2 separate regions of the Gossypium hirsutum genome follow, and region 2 is linked to region 1. A link is a contact called in public Hi-C data. All regions are on one chromosome and are shown on one strand. The core of a region is the stretch at or near the end of the contact, and the rest is flanking DNA. Distances in the headings are between cores, read along the strand shown.

The links. Hi-C and Micro-C count contacts between places; a contact is called where the count stands out from the background.
Region 2: a contact with region 1 is called in a Hi-C map of leaf, with 3 times the contacts expected there. The contact joins the promoter of LOC121203599 here to the promoter of LOC107891817 in region 1. A contact is called at or near these places in 14 of 34 Hi-C or Micro-C datasets (anther, callus, hypocotyl and 2 more).

What each region holds. Positions count from the first base shown.
Region 1 is chrD09:33,236,653-33,242,382 of Gossypium_hirsutum_v2.1, forward strand. It overlaps LOC107891817 (putative receptor-like protein kinase At4g00960), which reads right to left and starts at 2,650. Exons shown (of 7, transcript XM_016816738.2): 1 at 2,486-2,650; 2 at 1,468-2,386; 3 at 1,229-1,368; 4 at 926-1,136; 5 at 605-842; 6 at 357-507; 7 at 1-269. The coding sequence starts at 2,380. It overlaps LOC107891818 (autophagy-related protein 8C), which reads right to left. Exons shown (of 6, transcript XM_016816739.2): 3 at 4,418-4,473; 4 at 4,271-4,323; 5 at 3,411-3,529; 6 at 3,080-3,321. The coding sequence ends at 3,227.
Region 2 is chrD09:33,383,293-33,389,022 of Gossypium_hirsutum_v2.1, forward strand. It overlaps LOC121203599 (pentatricopeptide repeat-containing protein At1g61870, mitochondrial), which reads left to right and starts at 2,400. Exons shown (of 1, transcript XM_041100364.1): 1 at 2,400-3,904. The coding sequence starts at 2,400. The coding sequence ends at 3,596.

The sequences.
Region 1 (5,730 bases), core at 1,400-3,899:
GTTGCCCCGGAATCTAAGTCCTCTGACTGTTGCATCACCGATTGAGTTCTGCTGTGCATAAGAAATGCAGGTTCTGAGGGTAGTGGGAGAGTGGTGGAGTAGTTAGTAAGCATTAGAGCAACTGAACCCATGTTTGGTCTCTGAGCTACATTTTCTTGAACACAAAGCAGCCCTATGTGGATGCATCTCATCACCTCACTTGTTGATCCATCCCTCAAACTGGGGTCTACAAGGTCCATTGCTGTCCCGGCCTTCCAATTTCTCCAAGCCTGAAGGGTTTAATTCATGCAAATTGATGAACTCTACATTCATTTAATGCATCTTAATATTCAGAATCAAAAGATTTGGATACTTACAAAGCTTAGAAGATTTTCCATGTAGCTCCCATTTTGAAAAGCATTGTTCCTTTGACCATTTAAAATCTCCAAAACCAGTACACCAAAACTAAAAACATCTGATTTAACTGAAAATTGACCATGCATTATATATTCAGGTGCCATGTATCCGCTACAGATCAATCAATATAAGAAAAACCAATGACTTATCAAATTTTGAATTGTTTGATTTATGTTAATCAAAGCCAAGATTATTTTGTAATACTTACTATGTCCCGACAATTCTACTAGTAGCACCTTGTGTTTGATCAACAGGACACAATCTTGCCATGCCAAAATCTGCAATTTTAGGAGTCATCTCTGCGTCCAACAATATATTGCTAGCTTTGAGATCACGATGAATAATTCTGAGTTGAGAATCTTGATGAAGGTAGAGAAGCCCACGAGCAACACCTTTTATGATTTTGTATCGTATTTCCCAATTCAAATACGGTCGCTTAGCTGGATCTACATCACCATAATTGTGCAAATCCGAATTAATTCTCTGTAACATCGAATCTCTAATGCAGTAATACACGGATATATCATACCAAATAAGAATTTGTCCAAACTTCCATTATGCACAAACTCATAGATGAGAAGTCTTTCATTTCCTTCAAGGCAAAAACCTTGGAGCCTAACCAAGTTCCTATGCTGAAGGTTGGCCATTAACTGAACCTCGTTTTTGAACTCAAGGTCTCCTTGTCCAGAATCCGTAGACAGCCTTTTCACTGCTATTAATTTTCCACCAGCAAGTATGCCCTGACACGATATCATAATGAATTATAGATATGAATATGCTAATTGAACTTAAGATTTGGTGCAATACACTTCTTTGTATTTTGACGTCTTACCTTATAAACTGCTCCAAATCCACCTTGTCCGAGCTTATCTGCATCAGAAAAGCGATTTGTAGCAGCTCTAATGGTGTTGAAATCATATTGTAAGGAGTCTGCAGTTGCGATTTCATCCCCTTCTTCAGTTGCTTCATGCTCTTTAGAATTGTAGCAAAGAAAAAAAAACAATTAAATTGTAGATTCAGTCACAACGTTGCAAAAGAATGAAAAACAATAAACTGATTCTTTTTACTTACTTTGAGGTTTCAGCTTTCGCTTCCTAAACCGTAAAATGATGCAGATGACATTGGATATGAGTAGTGCAGCAAAAGCAACAGCCAAGATGGATATGATAATAGTAGTTCGAGATGAATTACTCTTATATCCTGTTGTTGTGGTATCGTTAGTGTCTATATCAGCAGGAGTTCTATTGTAGAAGCGTACAATCTCAAACCTAAAGTTACAAGAAGGCAGAGATACCCTGCCTCCTTGTTTGCTGTCGCAGCAACGTGGTATATAAACAATGGCCTGCGACAAGCAAGATCGGCAACCATACTGTGTCAAATCATTACTACATTGAACACGCGCATATATTGTTTGAAAAGGTGTGACTTGTATGCTTCCTGTCGCAAACTTTCCAAGGGAAGTCCCCACTTGAACGGCATCTCTTAGCTTGTCCATTAAGGAACCCAAGGCCTGATTAAAAGCATCTACATTCGACACGTTATTTGAATTCCACATGAAGAAATAAGGGTCGACGTCCCTGACACCAAAAATGGAGCGATTTGTGTAGCGGAACGTGCAATAGTCATACCATATAATCGCCTCTATTCGGTAAGGGCAGCGATTTCTGAGCTCTCGGTATGCGTCATTGATGCAGTTAAAGCAATCACTTGAGTTCAAATCCCCTCTGCAAAATGCAACTGCGTTAGCTATGGTGGAGCCTTGGCCAGATGAAAAATTGTAGAAGCCCCTGTCATTTGGTGTGTTGAGGGAGAAAGATGAAAGCAGTTGATTGAGGTTTGTCTCGTAAGCGCTGTTGCTGGTGAAGTTACCAGTGCTGTTTATACAAAAATGGCGTAGAGGCTGTTCTTGAGCAACGGTAACAGTAACATGGAATGCTGTAACTAAAGAAAAGAACAAAAACTGCCATGAAAGATCCATTGCCATGTTTGCCTGCAGATATTCAAAGCTTTATGTATGATTTTCAGAGTAAATTAAAATGATCAACGGTTGCTTGCAAACTTCATGATTTAGGGTTGATATAGACTTAACTGATCATAAAATTTCTAAGAAAGTCACTACATGGCTGTGGTCCCGTGGATTTGGATTGATCTGGAATAAGCTAATCAAAGTCGATGGTGGCTTCAAAATTGTCATGCAGAGACATGTAGGAAATAGGAAGTTCCCTTAGGTTACCAGGCAAATAGTTCTGGTTCCGTGACCTTTGACCATACGCTCTAATATACTAATCATCTGCCATAAGAAGACAAAGCCAACTTGTTTGGTTTTGTCTTCTCTGCGTGCAAACTGTGGACTTAGTTGGAGAAGCTTTATCCATGGTTTTTGACGCTAAAGTTACAAGTAGATACCATGATTGGATAATAATTTCCTGCTTCAAATGTATACTGGTGCTGGGGTTATCATTCTGCATAAGCCCTCTCTGTTATTGCTAATTTTTTATCGATTTCAATGGCTAATTTTCTCATGTCATTTGATTCTTCTGTAAATGTTGTAGGAAAACATAAAACATTCTGTGCAACATTATTCGTATAATGTAGTTTTATGTGTATTTCTGAACTTATATATAAATAATTCCAAGTACTCAAAAACATTAAACTAAAATATAAAAATACAATTTAATAATCATTGATAAAGTTAATTTCTTCCATTAAGAAAATAAAATTCCAAGTTCATCGTCAAGAACAGAAACCATAGCCTAAGTGGAACCATTGAGAATTTACGCCTTTCCCTTTTAGCCATTTACATAGATATAATAACGTAGTGCTAAAGAAGTTATGGGGAACCAAATGTGTTCTCTCCACTGTAAGTCATATACAGAAAGCCATCTTCATCCTTGTTTTCTTCATAAATTGCTGACATCAAAGCAGCTGCAACCAAATAAAAGAACCAAATTCAACCTCACTCTCAACAAAATTGTAATATGTTATGACACTTGAAAGTATATATTATCACTAACCAGTAGGAGGGAGAGTGTTCTTCACAAAAACAAATATAGCTTTCTCCGCACTAAGCTTAATCCTTTTGCGTACAACATAAACGAATTGCACCACAGTCAAATCAGATGGAACAAGATACCTGAATCCATAATCAAACAAGAATATGTATTAAGAAACCAGATACAGTCACCGGTAAACAAGTCGTATATCTTGTTCAGTTCTCCAACCCCCCCCCCCCCAAAATTAACTTGGGCAAATAAACGACATAAAACATCAATTCACTAGAAACCAAGTTTGGCAAATAACAGATTGAATAAGAATAGTTAAGCATTGCTGTACCGATGTTTCGTTAGAATCGATTTCCTTCCTGCACAACTTAGCAGGAGACTTTACAAGTAGTTAAAACTACTAGAAGGTCCTTGTACTATTATAGACAGGGTCTCTGCTATAAAGGTGACCGAATTAGTCTTTAGTCTTTGTACATTTAACTTTCAAGCAAAAAAGACAATTTCAAATGAGTTAAAAACTGCCAACTTGTGTTTTAAAGTAATGCGAAAAGAAAAATCAAAATTAAACATTTTTAAAGCATGACAAACAGAATAAACTGCTCATTTTCTTTCACGTCACTTTAAATACAAGTTGGCATTTTTTAATGTTACTCTACCGGCATTTACGACCCATTTTCTTAAATGTACAAAGACTAGATTGCTCACTTCTATAGCATGACTAGTTTGCTCCTAAGCCTATAAGGACCCTCCATGTGGTTTAACCCTTTAGATGCATAGCAAAGATTAGATAACAGTCTCAGGAAAATAAAAACAACTAAAAAGTGTGACAGCAAATGAAATTTTAAACTTTAATATGGTCAAACGTGACTAACTTCTTTTTATCAATGTCAGGAATGTCACTCCTTTCAGCCTTCTCCACGATAACCTGCATGGTTGCAAGTATAGAAGAATATTAAAAGAGTGATGCAGGACGAAAATTATTCAGCAGAAAGGGAAGATAGCAGCTTAAATATCCTTACAGGAACTCTGTCTGGATACTTCTCCCTGATGCGACCAGATTCAGCCTGCCTCCTTTCTGAGAATTGGAAACAAGTAAAACAAAATTTTAATTAGCTTAATCAGATAGGAGAATAAGAGCAGCAAGACAAGCAAAGGAAATGAGGATGCTGCAACTATAGCATCCATTCCTATACAATATAACCCTAAAAAGCTAATATACTAAAAAAGACTTAAACTAGTACACTTGGTTCAAATAGGCTCTTATGTTTTTTTTGGTAACTAAATAACTCCTAAACTTTTATTTTTATTCATGTAAACCCTTAGTTTTAACTAAAAATACTTTCGGAGAAACTCAATACCAAGTTACAATCAATATTCTAGAGATATTAAGTTATCAATATTCGATTTTTGTTTTTTCTATTATAGAGCTAAAAGGCTAATGTACTAAAGAAGGCCTTAAACTAGTACACTTTGTTTAAATAAGCCCTTATGTTTTTGTATAACTAAATAAGTCCTATACTTTGATATTTATTCATGTAAGCCCTTACTAAAAGTAAAACTCTTTTTGGAGAAACCCAAATACCAAGTTACAACTACTGTTCATGAGATATTCAGCTGTCAATATTGAATCTTGGTATTTTTTTTTTTAATTTTAATAGGTTAAACTAGTTTTAATCACATAGATAGATATTTAGATTGAATCTTCTATAATCAATAAAATTGTGAAGCCTCAAACTGAAACAAAAAGGAAGCAATTTTTTTTTTAATGATTTTGACCAAATCAACAAAATTTTATTATTTCATTCTGCCAGATTAGCAATTTAGCTTGAAATTCCTTTTTTCCTTTTTTACTTTTAGTTAAATTCAACACTTTCATGAATAAAAAAAAAAGTATAGGAGCTTATTTAGTTTCTTTTTTTAAAAAAAAATAAAAAACATAAGAGCTTACATGAAAAAGTGTACTAGTTCAAGGGTTATTTTTAGTACATTAGCCTAAACAATGTATGTAATAAGTTGTTAGTCCCTGTGCTTTGACAAAATTTGAGATATAGTACTTGTATTTAAAAATTAAGGGCTACTTCTTTTATTTAAAGATCCCAGTCCAGTCATTAAAATTGTAAGCATTTTTTGTCAAAAATTTTCAAGGGAATTTTTATTAGGGTGTCCTCATATGAGGTGGCATATGATTGACAGAAAATAAACATGTTAAATTGACAAATTTTGACAGAAACTACCAATGACAATAATGGTGGGACTAGAATTTTTAAATTGAAAAAGTAGGAGGATTGAATTTTTAACTTTTAAAGTACAGGGATTAAATTCAAATTTAACA
Region 2 (5,730 bases), core at 1,150-3,649, 150 kb after region 1:
AGTCAGTTTGAAGAGCTCGTATCTTGCCTCCAAATTGCACCTCAACAAGTTTTTAAAACTGAAGAAACTTGGCCAAAGCTTCAGACTTATTCCTGATCAAATACAACCAAGTATACCGAGAGTAAGCATCAACAAATGAGATGTAATAGAGACTACCGTTAGAAGCTACAGGGGCAGGTCCCCAGAGATCTGAAACAACAAGTTGAAAGGGAGCTGAATACACAGTGTTTGAGGGAGAAAAAGGAAATTTATGTAACTTTCCAAGTTGACAAGCAGAGCAAACGGAGCTCAGTTTACATTTCTTTGAATCAATATTACAATTTTGAAGAACTTTAGTAACTGTCCTATGACAAGGATGTCCAAGGCGCCTATGCCATAGCTCAAACATTTCATCACCAGAAGAAGAAATTCCCGACTGTGCTGTATATGCTGCAGCTGTGGTACCAAGAATACCGACATTCTTTGATGCGCCAGGATGCTGAGTATCTGAAAGGTTGAACTGATACAACCCATTATGTATGCGCCCCACCAGTAATATGACCCCTGTCTTGATGTCCTTCACAAAACAATGAAAAGGATGAAATTCAAAATACACAGAGTTGTCAGTAGCAAATTGAGCAACAGACATTAGATTCTTGCATATTTGAGGGACATGAAGAACATTCTTCAAGTGAAACACTCTGTTGGACCGAATAAAAGATGAGGAACCAGTATTAGCCACTGGTACAGACAGACCATTTCCCATAAACAACTTTTATTTACCTGTATATGAAGCTACTTCACATAGACCATCCAGATCATTAGTTATATGATTTGTGGCCCCTGAATCAGGAAACCAGACATTGTTGTTGGAAACCGACTTCCCAATCGTAGAAACCATATTAGCTTGCAGGCCACTTGGAGTTACTGTAGCACCTTTATGATTACAACAATGACAATTTGTACTGGACAAATCAGAAGATTCCTGGAGTTGATGACAATGTGCTTGCATGGACTGCTGAGACACGCCCTCAAAGGACTCATCAAATCGATAGTAGCACTTGTAGACAGTATGTCCAATCCGGCCACAAAGTTGACACTGAGGCTTAGCATGTGTGAATCTCCTTCCTCGACCTCGGCCTCGAAACTCTCTAGAACTACCCCCTCTAGATGATGACCGAGAATTGTTCTCAAAGCGCTTAACACGATTACCACCAGATTCAGTATGTTGAGCGACATTAGCCTGCAAAGACATATTCGAAACAAGATCTTGCTGTCTAGTCTCATAATCAGTCAACATTTCAGTGAGACGATCTATGGAAAAATTCATTTCTGATGCAACGATACGTATGGATTCATATTCTACTGGCAAACCAGCAAGAATGACAGTAACCTGTTCTTGCTCAGATATAGCATAACCAGCAGTAAGAAGAGAATCACACTGACTTTGAACCTTCGCAAGATATTCTTGAATGGTTAACTGTCCCTTTTTCTGAGAGTATAAAGAATGCCGTAATGTCAAAACTGTCAAAGAAGATTTAGAAGCAAACCTCTTGAGGACAGCACTCCAAACCTCAAAACTTGTGCTCGCACCAGTGAGACGAACCAGAATATTGTCAGAAATAGTAGACAAGAGCCAAGACGTGAACAACTTGTCTTGTTGCTTGTGAAAAACAAACACAGGGGTAGCAACAGGAACACCATTATTATCAAGAACAGTTTGTGAAGGAACTTGAATCGTTCCAAGAACAAATTCATGCAAGCCATAACCTTCAAGAATAAGCAAGATTTGCTGTTTCCATAACAGAAAATTATGAGCATTGAGTTCCACCGTATCATGTTTAGAAAATTGATGAATTTTGCGCGAAGAAGCATAACCAGGATCAGGAGACGAAGCAGCTGCAGGTATTGTCATGTGATCAGAAGGATGACCACCATCGTTACCGGAAACATCATCTGTATCCATCGTCAAAAAAAAATATTATGACTCTGATACCATATTAAGAAACTGCTGAACAAAAATAACAACAGTACACTTTTACTGAAAGAACTGTTATTTCTTCATACCTTTACAGTAACGTAAACCCCATTATTTATAATACAATTATTAACAACCATAACTACCATCCTTAACTACTAACTATCATAACTACCTGAATACTCTAATATTGGGTAATAAATCATTTTTACAAAAAATAATTCTAATAAATTTTTATAAGTTTCTTTAGATTTTTAATTTTTTAATGATGACGTTACTATCATTTTATGTAATAAATTTAAGCAAATATTAAAATCAAACTAAGTATATTAATTCCATTGTCGGGTCCATTCCGGATCCTCCTTTTCTCAGTGTACCGTTCCAAATGACACTGATCTACGGCTAAAGCAAAACCCCTAAACCCTAAATTACCTCAAAAACAATGGCGTTGTTCTCCCGCATCCGTACATCGGCAACCGCCGCATCTTTCCACCTTCGCCGCTTCTCTATCCTCTCTCCAGACTCATCCACTCCTCTCAGCGCTCACCAAAAATCACGCGCCGCCCTCTCCCTCCTAAAATCAGAGCAAAACCCCGACCGCATCCTCGATATCTGCCGCGCCGCCTCACTCTCCCCGACTTTCCACCTCGACCGGATCGCGTTCTCCGTTGCAATCTCCAAACTCTCCGAAGGTAACCATTTCCAATCCATCGATACTTTCCTCCGTGAACTCAGGTCACGTCCCGACTTTCAACACGAGCGTTTCGTTTCCCATTCTTTAATCCTCTACGGTCAAGCCAAGATGCTAAACCATGCCTTGACGACGTTTGACGAATTTTACAACAAGGGGTATTGCCGTTCGACGAAATCCCTAAATGCTTTGCTCGTGGCGGCTATTTTGGCGAAGGATTATAAAGAAGCGAAGAGGATTTTCGTGGAATTCCCTAAAAGATATGGCATTGAACCCGATTTAGAGACTTACAATACTGCAATTAAAGCTTTGTGTGAGTCTGGGTCATCGTCCTCTGTGTATTCTATTTTGGTTGATATGAAAAGCAAAGGGGTTAAACCAAATGCTACTACTTTTGGGACTTTGTTAGCTGGTTTTTATGCAGAGGAGAAATATGAAGATGTTGGGAAAGTGTTAAATTTGATGAAGGAACATGGGGTTTCTGTTGGGGTTAGTACTTACAATATAAGGATTCGGAGCTTGTGTATGTTGAAGAAATCTAATGAGGCAAAGGCTTTACTCGATGGGATGCTATCGAAAGGGATAATACCGAATTCAGTTACATATCACCATTTGATTTATGGGTTTTGTAGGGAAGGGAATTTGGAGGAAGCTAAGAGGTTGTTTAAGAGTATGGTGAATAAAGGTTTGAAGCCTGATAGTCATTGTTATTTTACATTGGTGTATTTCTTGTGTCAAAGTGGGGACTTTGAGACCGCTTTGAGGTTTTGTAAAGAAAGTATGGAGAAAAATTGGGTTCCGAATTTTTCGACTATGAAAGCTCTTGTGAAAGGACTTGCTAGCATATCTAAAGTTGAGGAAGCAAAGGAACTTATAAAGAATGTTAAGGAGAAGTTCTCCAAAAATGCAGATGCATGGGATGAAATTGAAAAGGATTTGCCCCAATAGAGAAGGTAAGCAGGGTGTCCTATCTTAGAGTCTGTTATTAAAATTAATCAGGTCATTTTTGCATGGAAATGAAATAAGTAGGGCCTTTTTACTCATGCAGGATGAATTGTTTTCATTTTGTTAGCTTAATTATTGAAGGGCATATTATATTTTACTAGGATTATTTTGGCAGTGGAACTATGTCCAACAATAACTTTTTTTCCTTCTTATGGAGACTTGTTTTATGAGTTATTTTAGATGTCCTGGGATCATTACTGTAAACAGCTATCTCCATTTTTGAATGAAATCTGTTATGAAGTTGATGTTTATGATGGAAGTGCTGCTGATTTTGCTCTAATGCTGGATTAATTGATGAAACTTGACTTTGACAAGTAAGATTGATTGAGATATATTCTTGATTGGATGGTTTAGGCTATGAAACTTATTGAGCTAGTACTCGAAAGTTACTTTATAGGCAGCAATCTCTTTTTTCTGGTACAATTTACGATATGGGGAGGGGATGACAATATCAGAGTTTGGGCCCTGCTCATTAGGGTGCCAGACTTGAGAAGACAATCTTATATCGACGTAATATGTGAATCATGTTTATCCCATTAGGTGATTTTCAGGTAATCAATTAGGTTGATTTCTCTATCTTGCATTTTGCTTTTGTTGAATGTCTATTTTATTGTTTTCGTTTTCCTTTTGAAAGTTAGGGGATTTAATCAAAACCAACTCTTTTTAAAGGTGAAACTACCATACATGTCCTTGTACTGTATATTGGATTGCATTTTAGTCTCTTTTCTTGCAAAGCAAATTGGTTCATGTACCTTACAGAAAGGAGCAAAATAGGCTCTACCTTGATGAGAGATTGAACTACTATTTCAAAAAAAGTGTCTATAGTTGAAGCTTTATCTTGGCCCTTTATATACAAGGTATAATAACAATTTTAGTTCTCAATTTTTACACTTTTATTCAATTTGGTCTTTAGTCTTTTATTTGGAGCAAATTGTGTTTCAATTAGGGGTGTGCAAAAAAAATTTAAACCGAAAAACCGAACCAAAATAATCTCTTTTCTTTTTTTCAGGTTTCGGTTTAATCGGTTTTCATGTTCAGTTTAATTAGTTTATTTGGTCTGTTTTTGGTTTTGACTTTTTAAACCGAATAAACCAATTAAGGTCATAGTCCATGGTCATAACATGACCCATTTACAAACCCAAATCCAAATACCTTAATGCTCTTAAAAGCTCAAACCTAATAAAATTTAAAAGCCAATTCACAATAATATTTAGAACTCAAATTGATAATTTAATTTTTTATGATGTTCATTTTATTTTATTTTATCATTTAATATATTAAAAAAAAACTCAAATTGATATATACCTGTTAAGAACAATAGAAAACTTCGAAATTGTATGTTGGCCATGTAAGAAAATAAGTATATTTTGAGTTGATTAAAAAATGTTTGATTTAAATTTTAATATTTTTATAATGATTTTGAAATGAAAATAAGATTAAGAGTAATATGATATATTAAATTGAAGAAAGAAGAAAATTATGTGAAAATTTTAAAGGAAAAAATTATAAGTGCTTCAATTAGATTTTTTTTAAACTTAAAAAAGATTTTAAAAATTGAACTGGAAATTTTCAGTTTAATTTATTCAGTTTCACTCTTTAGATCATTCGGTTTATATGGATAATTCGAGTTATTTGAATTTTGATATAAAAAAGTTGAATCAACTGAATGTAGATTTTAATTTCATTTTTTTCAGTTAAATTAGACAAAATTTCATTACAAACACGATGATAAAGGTGGAGACTAAAAGTGTGTTTAACATCGAGCTTAAAATACATTTTTCAAGTCAAATCTATTTTCAAGATTGAAGTAATGTTAGCTAGATTGTTTTTAAAATTAAATAAATTGTTTTAAATAGACTTTTCAAGTAAAAAAAATGAAAATTTAAGATATAAGTTTTTAGCTTTTAGTTTTTCAAAAAAAAAAAACAGTTTTGAGTGTGAAATTATATATATTCTTTTTATATTAGCTATAAATTATAAATATGATTTGTATATTAAAATTAAATTTTACTAACAATATATTTCATATATATTAATATTAGTAATATTTTATTATATTTGTATTATGATTTAAGTT